Linked DNA regions of Zea mays: regions 1 and 2 are each linked to region 3. The links are chromatin contacts, called in public Hi-C maps. All regions are on one chromosome and are shown on one strand. The core of a region is the stretch at or near the end of the contact, and the rest is flanking DNA. Distances in the headings are between cores, read along the strand shown.

What was found. Hi-C and Micro-C count contacts between places; a contact is called where the count stands out from the background.
Region 1: a Hi-C map of tassel shows a contact between it and region 3, with 2.1 times the contacts expected there. The contact joins the promoter of LOC103626636 here to the promoter of LOC100272307 in region 3. A contact is called at or near these places in 3 of 25 Hi-C or Micro-C datasets (ear, leaf and tassel).
Region 2: a contact with region 3 is called in a Hi-C map of tassel, with 3 times the contacts expected there. The contact joins the promoter of LOC100277365 here to the promoter of LOC100272307 in region 3. A contact is called at or near these places in 3 of 25 Hi-C or Micro-C datasets (ear, leaf and tassel).

The regions. Positions count from the first base shown.
Region 1 is chr5:83,795,748-83,799,525 of Zm-B73-REFERENCE-NAM-5.0, reverse strand. It overlaps LOC103626636 (SNF1-related protein kinase regulatory subunit gamma-like PV42a), which reads right to left and starts at 2,254. Exons shown (of 3, transcript XM_008647039.4): 1 at 1,529-2,254; 2 at 1,086-1,428; 3 at 278-1,000. The coding sequence starts at 2,016. The coding sequence ends at 554. LOC100285167 reads right to left here. Exons shown (of 11, transcript NM_001367335.1): 8 at 3,717-3,778; 9 at 3,445-3,568; 10 at 3,010-3,201; 11 at 2,307-2,920. The coding sequence ends at 2,561.
Region 2 is chr5:83,730,406-83,733,966 of Zm-B73-REFERENCE-NAM-5.0, reverse strand. LOC100277365 reads right to left here and starts at 1,540. Exons shown (of 3, transcript NM_001150949.1): 1 at 748-1,540. The coding sequence starts at 1,410. LOC109939724 reads left to right here and starts at 2,871. Exons shown (of 3, transcript XM_020538038.1): 1 at 2,871-2,973. The coding sequence starts at 2,871.
Region 3 is chr5:83,206,076-83,209,786 of Zm-B73-REFERENCE-NAM-5.0, reverse strand. It overlaps LOC100272307 (60S ribosomal protein L37a-like), which reads right to left and starts at 1,631. Exons shown (of 5, transcript NM_001317390.1): 1 at 1,516-1,631; 2 at 322-361; 3 at 151-239. The coding sequence starts at 1,518.

The DNA of each region.
Region 1 (3,778 bases), core at 1,005-3,504, 590 kb before region 3:
GTTATGGTCAGTAAAACTATGAGTATAATTACTATTTTCTATTGTTAAATTAATTTAAAATTAACTAGAAATTAATTATTATTACTTTTCTACTCCGGCTTATTTTCTATTGTTAAATTAATTTAAAATTAACTAGAAATTAATTATTATTACTTTCTGCTCCAGCGAGCCAGCTCATAGACAAGCTAACTCTGTAAACGAGCTAAATTTGTAACTCTTTAGCTTAAGAGAGTCAGAGTCGAGCAAGCTCGTTAAAGCTCTAGCTCGAACTCAAACGAGCCGTATTTTTGGTTGATCAATAAAACGATGCAAAATAAGGCGTCACGATGAAGGCCTGTCAACGAAATACGAAGCCCGGATCGGAGCCAGGGCCATATAACAAACAAAGCAACAAGGCAAAACGAGCTCGGCGGCGGTCGCCGGTCGGCCGTCGCCAACACGTCTCGATCGCCCTTTTCCCCCTCCTCTGCAGGAGCACGACAGGTGGACGGACACTATGGGCAGAAACAGCTACGAGCTTGTTCTTGGACGTCACGACTCACGGCCCACGGGCTCACGGCACGATGCTGTGCAGCTCCAGGTCCTCGCCGAGCGCGGCCTCCCGCACTGCCCGGAGGATGTCGGTGAGCGACACGACCCCACGCAAGAGCCCTTCCTCGTCGACCACCCACAGCCGGTGCACGTGCCTCGATGTCGCCGCCTCGATCGCCTCGCCGAGGGTGCTCTCCTGGGAGCACGTCACCAGCGCCGACTCCTGCTGCTCGCTCTGCTCTTCGTCAGTGGCGGCGGCAGCCGCGGGGGTGTCGGCGTACCCGGCGACAGGGGTGCCAGTGTCCGTGGCGTCGGCGCCGGGGACCACAAGCCTGGTGCTGGCGCGGTACTCAGCCACCTTCCTCTTGAACTCCATCACGCTGATCCCCAGCCAAGCCTGCAGCCGCGCCACCGGGCAGTCCCGCAGGTCCGTCGCCGAGAACGTCTCGACCGCCCTTTGCCCGCTCCCCTGCAGCAGCACGACAGGAATTTCAGACAGGAGGAAATCCGGCAGGAGATGGCGTGTTCGGATCGGAGGCGCGTGCAGTGCTCACGTATTGAAGGGTCTCTGTACCGCTACCGACGGCGTCCACGACGGGCACGGCGGTCAGCGACGCCGCCCGCATCGCCTTGATGACGTCGATCACCTTGGTAACGCCAGAGACGGCGAACACGGTGTCGTTCACGGCGCCGAGCTCGCGCACGGTGCGCAACAGCACGCCCCTGAGCTCCGCGCCGTGCGCCCTGAGGAACCTCACCACGTCCATCTGGGTGAGCATCCGGTACCCCGGCGCCGACTCCACCAGCTCCAGCGCCACCACGTTGTCCGCCGAGCTCTCCAGCGGCACCAGCGCGCGGTGCACACCCTTGCTGAACGTCTCCATGCAGTCCAGCACGCTGGCGCAACGCAACGAACATGTCGCACACGCGCAGATTGCGTACAATGCGAGGAAGAAGAAGAAAAATACGAGTGTGAGCTGGAGATCGGCCGGCGTACCTGGTGCTCGGGTGGAGCGTCCACAGAGTGAGGCCCTCGAGGGAGTGTCCGATGACGGAGGACACCGGCACGGCCATCCGGCGGTCGAGGTCGGCCGCCTCGTCGTCGTCGCTGGCCTCGGCGATGTGGGCAAGGATGTCGAGCATGTTCACCATGCCGATGTAGTGCTTGCGGACGGCGCCGGTGGCCGGGTCGGACTCGAGGATCATGGAGCCGCCGGCGCCGATCCAGTGGCCCGGTGGCGCAGCCACGGCCACGGCAGAGACGCGCGCTGCCAGGAGCGCGTTGGCCGTGTGCGCCAGCGTCGCGGTGTAGGGAACCTCCACCAGCCGCCGCTTGGCCCGCGCCAGGTCCACCACCTTGCGCTCGCGGAGCAGGCCGCAGAGCCCCGCGCGCGCCTTCTTGTTGCTCTCGTTCCCGCCGCCGGAGGCGACGCCGTGCAGCGCCGCCTCCTGCTGCTCGTCGGCGGCTGCTTTAAGCTGCGCCATTGCTGACCACTCCTAGCTGCTCTGGTACTCGCTTGTGTTTCTGTGCGCGAGGTTTAGCGAACAAGGCCGCATGCTCGAGAATCCATTAATTAATAGCTTCTCAGTGCTTCGAGTTGCAGCCTTGCAGGAGAACGTGGCGGGCAGAGAGGCTGCGTAGCTCTGCCGAGCTGCCGCGTGGAAAGAAACTCTACGACTAGCGAGTTCAGGTCGCCCACGTCATGCCTGCAAGGCTGCAAGTCAAAACTCAGGTTAGCCATTTCTTGGCTCAGCTTGGTAAATCCAAGAGGAGCTTTGGAAAAGCAGGTCGTTACTGATGTTATCTTCATTCACTGCCTTGTCCAAGACATTTTCAGCATGAAGTGATCTATGTGAAACTACAGATTAGGCCAGCCAAATACATACAAATCTAGGTGTTTAACTAGTAGAAGCATATGCTCGCTGAAATGCGCGCTGATGGAAGTGAGCACGAGACTACTCGTAGTCGTAGCCTAGCGAAGACGAGGACTCGGCCAGACGGCCACTCTGATCTGAGGGATGGCCCGTCTCATGCCCTGCACATGCAGGGTGTCAGCGGGTTCTCCCAGAGATCGTAGCCGGGGAAGGTGGGCTCGGGGAGGCCCGTCCTCGTGCGGTGCGTGACGACGACGTCCTCCGTGAAGGAGGCCCAGCCCATGTCGGGGTCGCCCAGGGACTTGGACATGAGGCCCTTGTCGGGCTTCACCGACTTGAGGCGGTGCCCCGCGTAGCGGCGCGCCCCGATGATGAGTTTGGCGAAGTTGCCGCCGTGCGTCATCACGAACGCGTCCGACCGCAGGCACACCAGGAAGTCCAGCGCCGCCAGGCTCGTCACGTGCCGCCGGAACGGCGCCAGCTCCTCCGCGCTCGCTAGCTCCTCCTTCGTCACCTGCAGCGATGCACAATGCACGGCAGTGGCTTATCAGTTATCACTGGCTTCAGCTTGACACAATCTGAAGTGGATTTGAGCCTGCCTACCAGGTTGGGGAACATGTTCCTGAGGGGAGCCATCCGGTTCTTGCCGCCGTACACTTGCCCGGACGCGACGTATATCTGTGTGCCGCTCGTGTACCCCAGTGCCCGCAGGATCACAGCGATCTCACCGGGCTCAAGAGGGCACCGCCCTTCTTTTCTCTTCTGCAGCGCCAGTGGCCATAGATGGGATCCATTCTGCGTGGCAGATACAAAAAAGAGAAAATCGTTAGACTTGTAGGGCTAGTTTCGGAACTACATTTTCTTAAGAGATTTATATTTTCCTAAAAAAAATGAACTAATTTTTCTTGGAAAAATAAAAATCTCGTGAGAAAACGGGGTTCCCGAACTAGCGCGTATAGTTAGTGTCGGTGCTTCATTTCTCCTAGGGATTCTTTCTCAGTCCAATGTAACAGATGTATCTAGTCCAGTCCGCGTCACCTTGAAGCGCCTTGGCCATTCTTTCTGCCTATAAGCCGCCATCATTGCCTTCTCCTCCCGTGTGCCGGCAAAATCACAGAAAGAAAGCCCCACCATCCCTTTTTCAAATCTCAGGTGAAGAGCCCTTTAAGAACAAAAAAAATGTGTCAATATTTGATTGTGAAATAAACTTTGAGAGCGTCAACTTCAGCTATGCACTGGATAGTGTCTTGGGTAGATACAAGCTCTACTGTACACAATATCACCCAGCGAAAAGGATAATTATAACGTACATGTATGGATTTATGCTGCCAGTTTTGTTCCTCATTCTTGCAGCAAGCTTAACAGCCATTTC
Region 2 (3,561 bases), core at 291-2,790, 520 kb before region 3:
CAATCCTAAAGCGCATTTCACCAGGGCTATTTATTGGACCACTCCCAGTGACGACACGCAAACAGTAAATGAATCCTAGTAGTAACAAGCATCTGGCATCCTATGTCTCCCACTGGGTGGCAGCACAAGATATTGCACATGCCGATTTAACAAGAGCCCCGCAGAAATCAGATGGTTGAAGAGACAAGATCTACTCTTGTTTTAGAAGTCAGTAAATACATTGCAGATGAACAGAAACAACGCGTTCATTCAAATATGACAAGTTATGCACACCCAACTTATCATCCTCTGCTATGGCATCTGAAGACAGTGGCCACGATTAAACAAAAAATGCACACAAATGATGAGGCACTTTGTTGTATTTTTCTTCTTTGCTTTGGTAGCTTGTTGTATTCTTCTTGTAGCGATGAAAAGACTGCGAAAACGACAAGTAATAAGATCCCCTCCATATGAAAAAGACCACGATACGTAGTCACAAATTGAAACAAAATGTCGGTTGGATAGCAACAACACTATCGAATCGTATTGAGCATTTAACCAGAGCCAATTCTGAACCGACCCCCCTGCCACCGACATGCATCGGTGAAGGAATCCTAGCAGTGATAAAGCATCTGGTTCTCTCTGGGATCCGATCCGATGTCCCACACTGTGTGTCGGCACAAGGTAATTGAACGTTTCTAAAAAAAGTAACTGTAATAATGCCGGCAACCTGTTTATGTTAGGGTTAGAGGTGGTTGATTTGATTACCTTGAAGATGAGGGTCTTGCCGATCTTGCCAGCGGGATGGTTGGAAGCGTACTGGTCCCTGGAGAGTCGCCTTGCCTCCATGATGGCGGCGATGACGGTGTCCCCAAACACCATCTGGATGGCGGTGGAGGTGACGGGCGCGAGGCCAAAGGGGCACACCTCCCCCTGCAGCGGCAGGTGGACGTTGAGGTCGCAGGCCGCGGCGAGCGGGCAGTCATCCCCCGAGGCCGCGGAGGTGAGCGAGACGAGGTAGGCGCCCTTGGCGCGCGCGCAGGGCGCGAGCGCGAGCAGCTCGTCGGAGGCCCCGGACTTGGAGAGGATCACGAGGACGTCCCCGGGGAAGAGCGCGCCGATGTCGCCGTGGAGCGCGTCGACGGGGGCGAGGAAGCCGGCCCGCGCGAGGCCCAGCGACGCCAGCGTCTGCGCGGTCTTGCGCGCCACGATGCCCGACTTGCCGACGCCCGTGAAGAAGACGGCGCCCGGCGCGTCGAGCAGCGCCTGCGCGAACGCCGCCGCCTGCGCCATGTCGAGGCGGTCGAAGAAGTGGTCCAGGTGCCGGCGCTGCGCGGAGAAGAGCGGCGCCAGGTCCGACGCCACCACCGTGGCGCGCCCCCGCGGCCGCGGGGCGAATTCCGCCGAGGCCGGCGCCGGGAGCGAGCCCATGGGCGGCGAGGGCGTGGCTCGCGCGGGGCGTTCGAGGAATTGCCGCGTCGAGAGGGCGGGGCAGCGGATCTGGGGAGACGCGGGTACGCAGCCGAACGGTAGAAGGGAAGGAGCACGAGGCGTAGAGAATGTGACGCAGCCAACGGTGCGGATCAGACAATAGTCTACCAACTTGCATTGGACGATTGGTTGGCGCTCCGAGTCGTCTGTGCGCGGTGCATGCATCGGTCTGCAGTTCCAAGCCCCGCGGAGGTGAAGCTCCTCGTGTGGTGACCATAGAGGTAGGCCTCGGCAAAAAGAACCGGAACCGAGGAACCGAACCGAAATAACCGAGAACCGGAACCGAACTAACCGAACCGAAGGAACTGTTATGAATTTCGGTTCTGGTTTTTTGAGAACCGAAATAAATGAGATATTTTCGGTTCTGCACTCCAAAGAACCGAAAGAACCGAAAGAACCGAAAAACCCAAAAGTATTAGATTCAATTTGTTACATGTGTTTGTAACTTCGGATGTTGTGTTATCGACTTATGTTGAACCTCTAATCATCCATGTATTATCTATGAAATTATAGTTATTGTGCACTTGTCGTTGTTTGTGGGGAGATGTTGCTGAAATTTCTCACAAAAGTTGTCGTTAATCATAATTTTAGAGTGGCTGTTACAGTTCAGTTAGAACCGAGGAACCGAACCGAAGAACCGAGAACCGAACTAGTCGGTTCTGATTTCTTTATCTTGCTATTTCGGTTCTAGTTTTTGAAGAACCGAATTTCTACGAGAACCGAGGAACCGAACCGAACCGAACCGAAGAACCGAATGCCCAGGCCTACATAGAGGGACGCACTTGCCGCTGGAGCTGGACCATGACAAAGCGGCCAAACCAGGAGAGGAAACTGCCGGCCGGGCCAGCCGCCAGCCAGCATGGGACTGGAAAGTATAGATGGCCAAATGGGCCGTGTCTAATGGGCCGGCCCGAAGCACGACCCGTTTAATAGTGCCGGGCCCGGCCCGGTACAAGAACCGTGTCGTGCTTGGGCCGCTGTCTCGGCCCGGCCCGGCACGATTATATATTTTTTATTTTATAAAACATAGTATATATATATATTTACATTTTATATTAGCTATTTACAACAAACGCACTTGAGTTATATTGGTTAGTGTCCTTCGGTTAAGTGTTTCAACCTCGTAGAGTGAGGTCGCGGGTTCAAAACCTCACAAAAATATAGTTTTTTTTGCTATTTCCTTGAATTAATGGGAGAACGTGACCAGTTAAACGGGCCGGCCCGGCACGACCACCAGGCCGTCGTGCCGTGTCTGGGCCGCGGCTGCGGCACGCGGGCCGGTCGGGCACGGCCCGATTAACCGTCGGGTCTGACGGGCCCGTGCCGTGTCGGGCCGGGCCGCCCGTTTGGGCATCTCTACTGGAAAGTGGGCTGGTTACTTTCTGCAGTCTACACCTGCCATGCCTCTGCATGGGACATGGGAGTGGGAGAAAAATTCCTACGGGCTTCTGCCCTGCCCTGCCCTGCCGTGCCGGGCGCGCGTGACGCTGCACTGCCGCGTACGTTACGTGCACCATGGGCCAACAATTGCATGTGCCGCGCTTTACGCGTGGAAAACAGGAACACCTTGTGCGCGTGGCTCGGCCTAGTGCTGGGAATTGAGTCAGAACAGGCCAGTCCGGCTCAAGCTCGGCGTGCTTCATGTCAAACAGGTTTAGACCAAAAAATACTAAAAGACTTTTGGGTCGTGCAGTGCCATCCTGAACTATAAAAATAGTAGCCTAGTCTGACCTCTAAACGGGTAATGCTTTGAACTCCTATTTTTGAGTTGTGCTCGTGCTGGCCCAAAAAATCCGACCTATATTTTCAACACTAGCTCTCGCGCTTGGCTCCAGCCTCCAGGAGCTTTTTGGAACCGTGGTATTACCAAGACTGGGCTTCTGAAATAGGTATCCTGAACAGCGCAATTGGAATTTTGGTATTATAATCCGTTGAACTTCGGATTTTTGGTATCTGAGTCAGATTTAGCCGGCGCTCAACTCGTTGTTACGGCAGTCCGTTTCTTAGAACGGATCCACGACCGACCGCTCTCCCTCTCTCAATCCTCTCCCTCCCGGCGCTCGTCGAGCTCGTCTGCGCTGCTCCTCCCTG
Region 3 (3,711 bases), core at 382-2,881:
AAATATATTTAAGACCGATTGCTTTCATGTGTGTAAAAATTAGTCTGCAGCTTACAGTTCATAACAGTCCAGTAGTGGTGATAACGAGTACATAAAGATAAAAAAAAACTCAAATACAGAAGCAGGGTGGGTAACTACCAGAAGACCTACCTTCCCACAAAACTCGCAGAAGTACTTGGAGTGCTGAGATACCTCCATCTTCTTGATTTGCTTACGCAAGCTAGCGCCATACCTGGTTCCTACAACAGTATAATTTGCAAGGTTAACATCAAATCCCAGACACACATATTGGGAAATATGTCATGTTTCTTGAGCATGTACCATATTTGCCAACAATTCCAGCCTTCTTGGTGCGCTTCGTCTGCATAGGCATTATAAAAACAAAATAAATCACAACTGCTCACTAAAATTATTCAATGCAATATAACTGGTAAGTGTAAAGCTGCAACTTTTCAAGAATAAAGTTAGTATCAATATAAAAGATTGCACACACTCAGGTACCTTAACAATCAACAAGAGAAAAATATAGTTTCTTAAACAATAGATATGTAGACCACTAAAAAACATTAAGGTCAGTTAGTTGCTATTAACTCTCCACTAGCAGCAAGAGAGAATTTACCCGATATACATTTGACAAGCAAAGGCATAATAACTAAAATCAACAAAGGAGAAAAGTATTATAAGCCACTGATTTATACATTAGGTGTTCAAAGGCTAAGCTTTGCATTGGATACTACTTTCATGTTGCATGCTGCCTGGTGCAGTGGAGTGGCTACTGATGGCATGGCAAAGGTGTCAGGCTAGTTTGCCTTTGTGCACTAAACTAACAATGAATTTTTCCAATTTGCTAGAACTTGCACAAACACTAAGGACGAAAACCACACATACAGCATACCTCAAAGGACTCATAAAATACTGTGTGGAATTTACATTCAACATGTTGTCAATTAACAAGATCACCAAGAACACTTTAGGGCTTAAATGTGGAGTAGAAACATATAGTTAGCTTCCTGCCCTTACTGTAGCAGTTTTTGGATGATGTCTTGTGGCCTTTACCCTTTAGCTTTACACAGTTTGTGCCTCACCCTAGGAAACCTGAGATAGCAACTTCTCCAAACATATAATGCACAAAAGGCAGCGTGCCACCCTAAATTGCATATTCAAGGCTAGCACATTCCAAATACCCGCATGACCCTAGCAGCAGGCTAGCAATATATTGCACTTTAAAGCGCGAGCTATTCCAGACTAACAGTGTTACGACCAACGGGCTTAGATTTACATGAAAACACAGGAACACAACGACTGATCCAAAGTATGATTGTTGTACATGATCCTAATCCCGAAAACTAAACTATTGAGCCTGGCCGAATACATATCGAACAGGAGCTGGACTGCGAAGTCAAGCACTCTAGATCTCGCGCGAACAAGCGGCCAGACAGAACTGGGCATCGGCTGTACGACAAACAAGGTCACACGAAGAATGGGAGGAAGAGGTGAAGGCGTGAAGCGGCATACCATTTCGGCGACGGGAAAGCAAGCGAGGTACGGGGCGGTAGCAACGGCAGGTGTGGCGGCGCGCGCTAGGGTTAGACTCGACAAAGACGCAACGAGGCACGAGAGACAAATTATATGGGAGGTGCTGGGGTTTCGTGTAAGTATATATGGATCGGGCCTCTGTGCTGTTATGGGCCGGCCAAAATGGAGTATTGAGACACGAGAGAGAAATTGTATTGGCCTTTTTTTTCTCCGGGTAACAAAATTAGACATCCAACGTCTTTTTTTTTCAGCTTCCTCAACCTATGAGAGGGTGTGTTTGGTTTAACTTTCTCATCCTATAAATAAAGCCGATACTTATTTAGATATTTTTTTATTTTTTCCCTAAATGATATTATAGCATCTCTAACAGATTACGGGTGTGTTCAGTTTAGCTTTTGACTTTTGGCTTTTACTTTTGTCTTGGAATTCAACTTTGGCCTTGGAATTTATAGTTTTAACCCCGAGCTCTTCTGTATTCAGGGCCCAGTCTAGATATATGAGAAGTTGATTAAAATAAATACAGAAATTATTTTTAGTGCAAAAATAAAGTCTCAATCTTGGGAAAATCATAACTCTATGAATTTGACTCATTTTTTATCCATTCCAGTTGCATTAATCTCACATTAATATTGTTTATCATCTAGTAACCTTGTATTACCATGAAACCTATGATTAAAACATTGTACGTCCTTTGCTTTAAGTAGACACTTAAACCATCGAAAAATCATAACTTTATAACTGTAACTCCGAATTTAGTGGTTCTCGAACCTAGGATATAGTTACGATGTGTAGATCATTATTATGCAATATGTTCTCATGATTGGTGTGATGTTAATTTTGCTTATACCATGCTTGTTTGTATTGTTGCGACTAGCAGCGAGGTTACGAATCACTTGAAGACCAAGTTGGTACCTGGGAATCTCGAGTCTAAGGCAAATTGTGCCCTTTATCACTCTTCTTTACCTAATAATGACCTTGTTAATCACTGTGACATGCTCAGGTCAATTTGATGGGACCTAATAGGTTTCCCTAACATTGTTTATCCCCCACCTTGCAAACAGATGAACTATGGGGTAGATTTGTTATTGCTCTACCAGGTTTTGGGAAATTAATGTTATATTATGAACATGTTCCAATTATATTGTTGTTTTAATAATTGTTCATGCTAAGATCATCATGTCAATTGGAACATGGAGAACCACTGGGAAAACAGTGCCACCACAAGGGTGGATGGGACGCCCTTGGCTAAGTAATTAGGAAAGCTAGGGAGAGATTACCTTACCCGAAAGGGGCAACGGAGGCGTCGCTGCAGAGTATAGGGAGGTTCTCGGGTCGAATTGCTGTGATGGCGGTTCGGACGAGGGATTCCTATGCTTCCTTCTTCTTGAGACCGTAGTGAGTATTCTCGAACTAGTGGAACTTTGGAAAGGCCTCGTAGTGCTACCATGTCTTGCTTCCTTGGTAGAGGTGTATGGGGTCCATACAACCCCGTGGCAAATGGGTAACACGGCTTGTGGGTAAAGATGTGCAACCTCTGCAGAGTGTAAAACCGGTATATCAGTCGTGCCCACGGTCATGAGCGGCTCGGACCCTCACATCAGTAATTTATGGAACTAAACTTAATTTTCCATATGCATTGCATTGTGGGTGTTATTATTAATCTTGATCCCTTATTTATTTGGGTTGGTATCTACTTATACTTAGTAACTGCTAATAAAATTTTGACCAACTTTAAAAGAAATTGTCATACCCGGTTTTGGAAGGCAAACCGAATGCGGACCATGTACGTGCCAGGATCAGAAACTCACGTACACAACGATTACATAATTGGACATCATCACACATTGCTCAAAGTAAATAGCAGAAAGGTACTTTATTACATCAGGATGTCCAAGACATCCACAGAGTCTATAACATAGTCATTAATATCATCAAAGTGCGGAATATAAAACGTAGTAGATAAGGCCTTCACAGGCAGCTGACTGGTGGTTTGCCACTAACATAACTAGAACTCGTCGTAGTCCTGGAACTCCTCAAAGTCCTCCATGTCGCCAGCATCTCCCACTAAGCACTGAATACAGTGGGGACAATCTGGGGTGGGGTGGGTTTTAAAGCAAGGGTGAGTACACATCAACGTACTCAACAAATATCCCGTTTGGCTAAAGTGGACTAGCT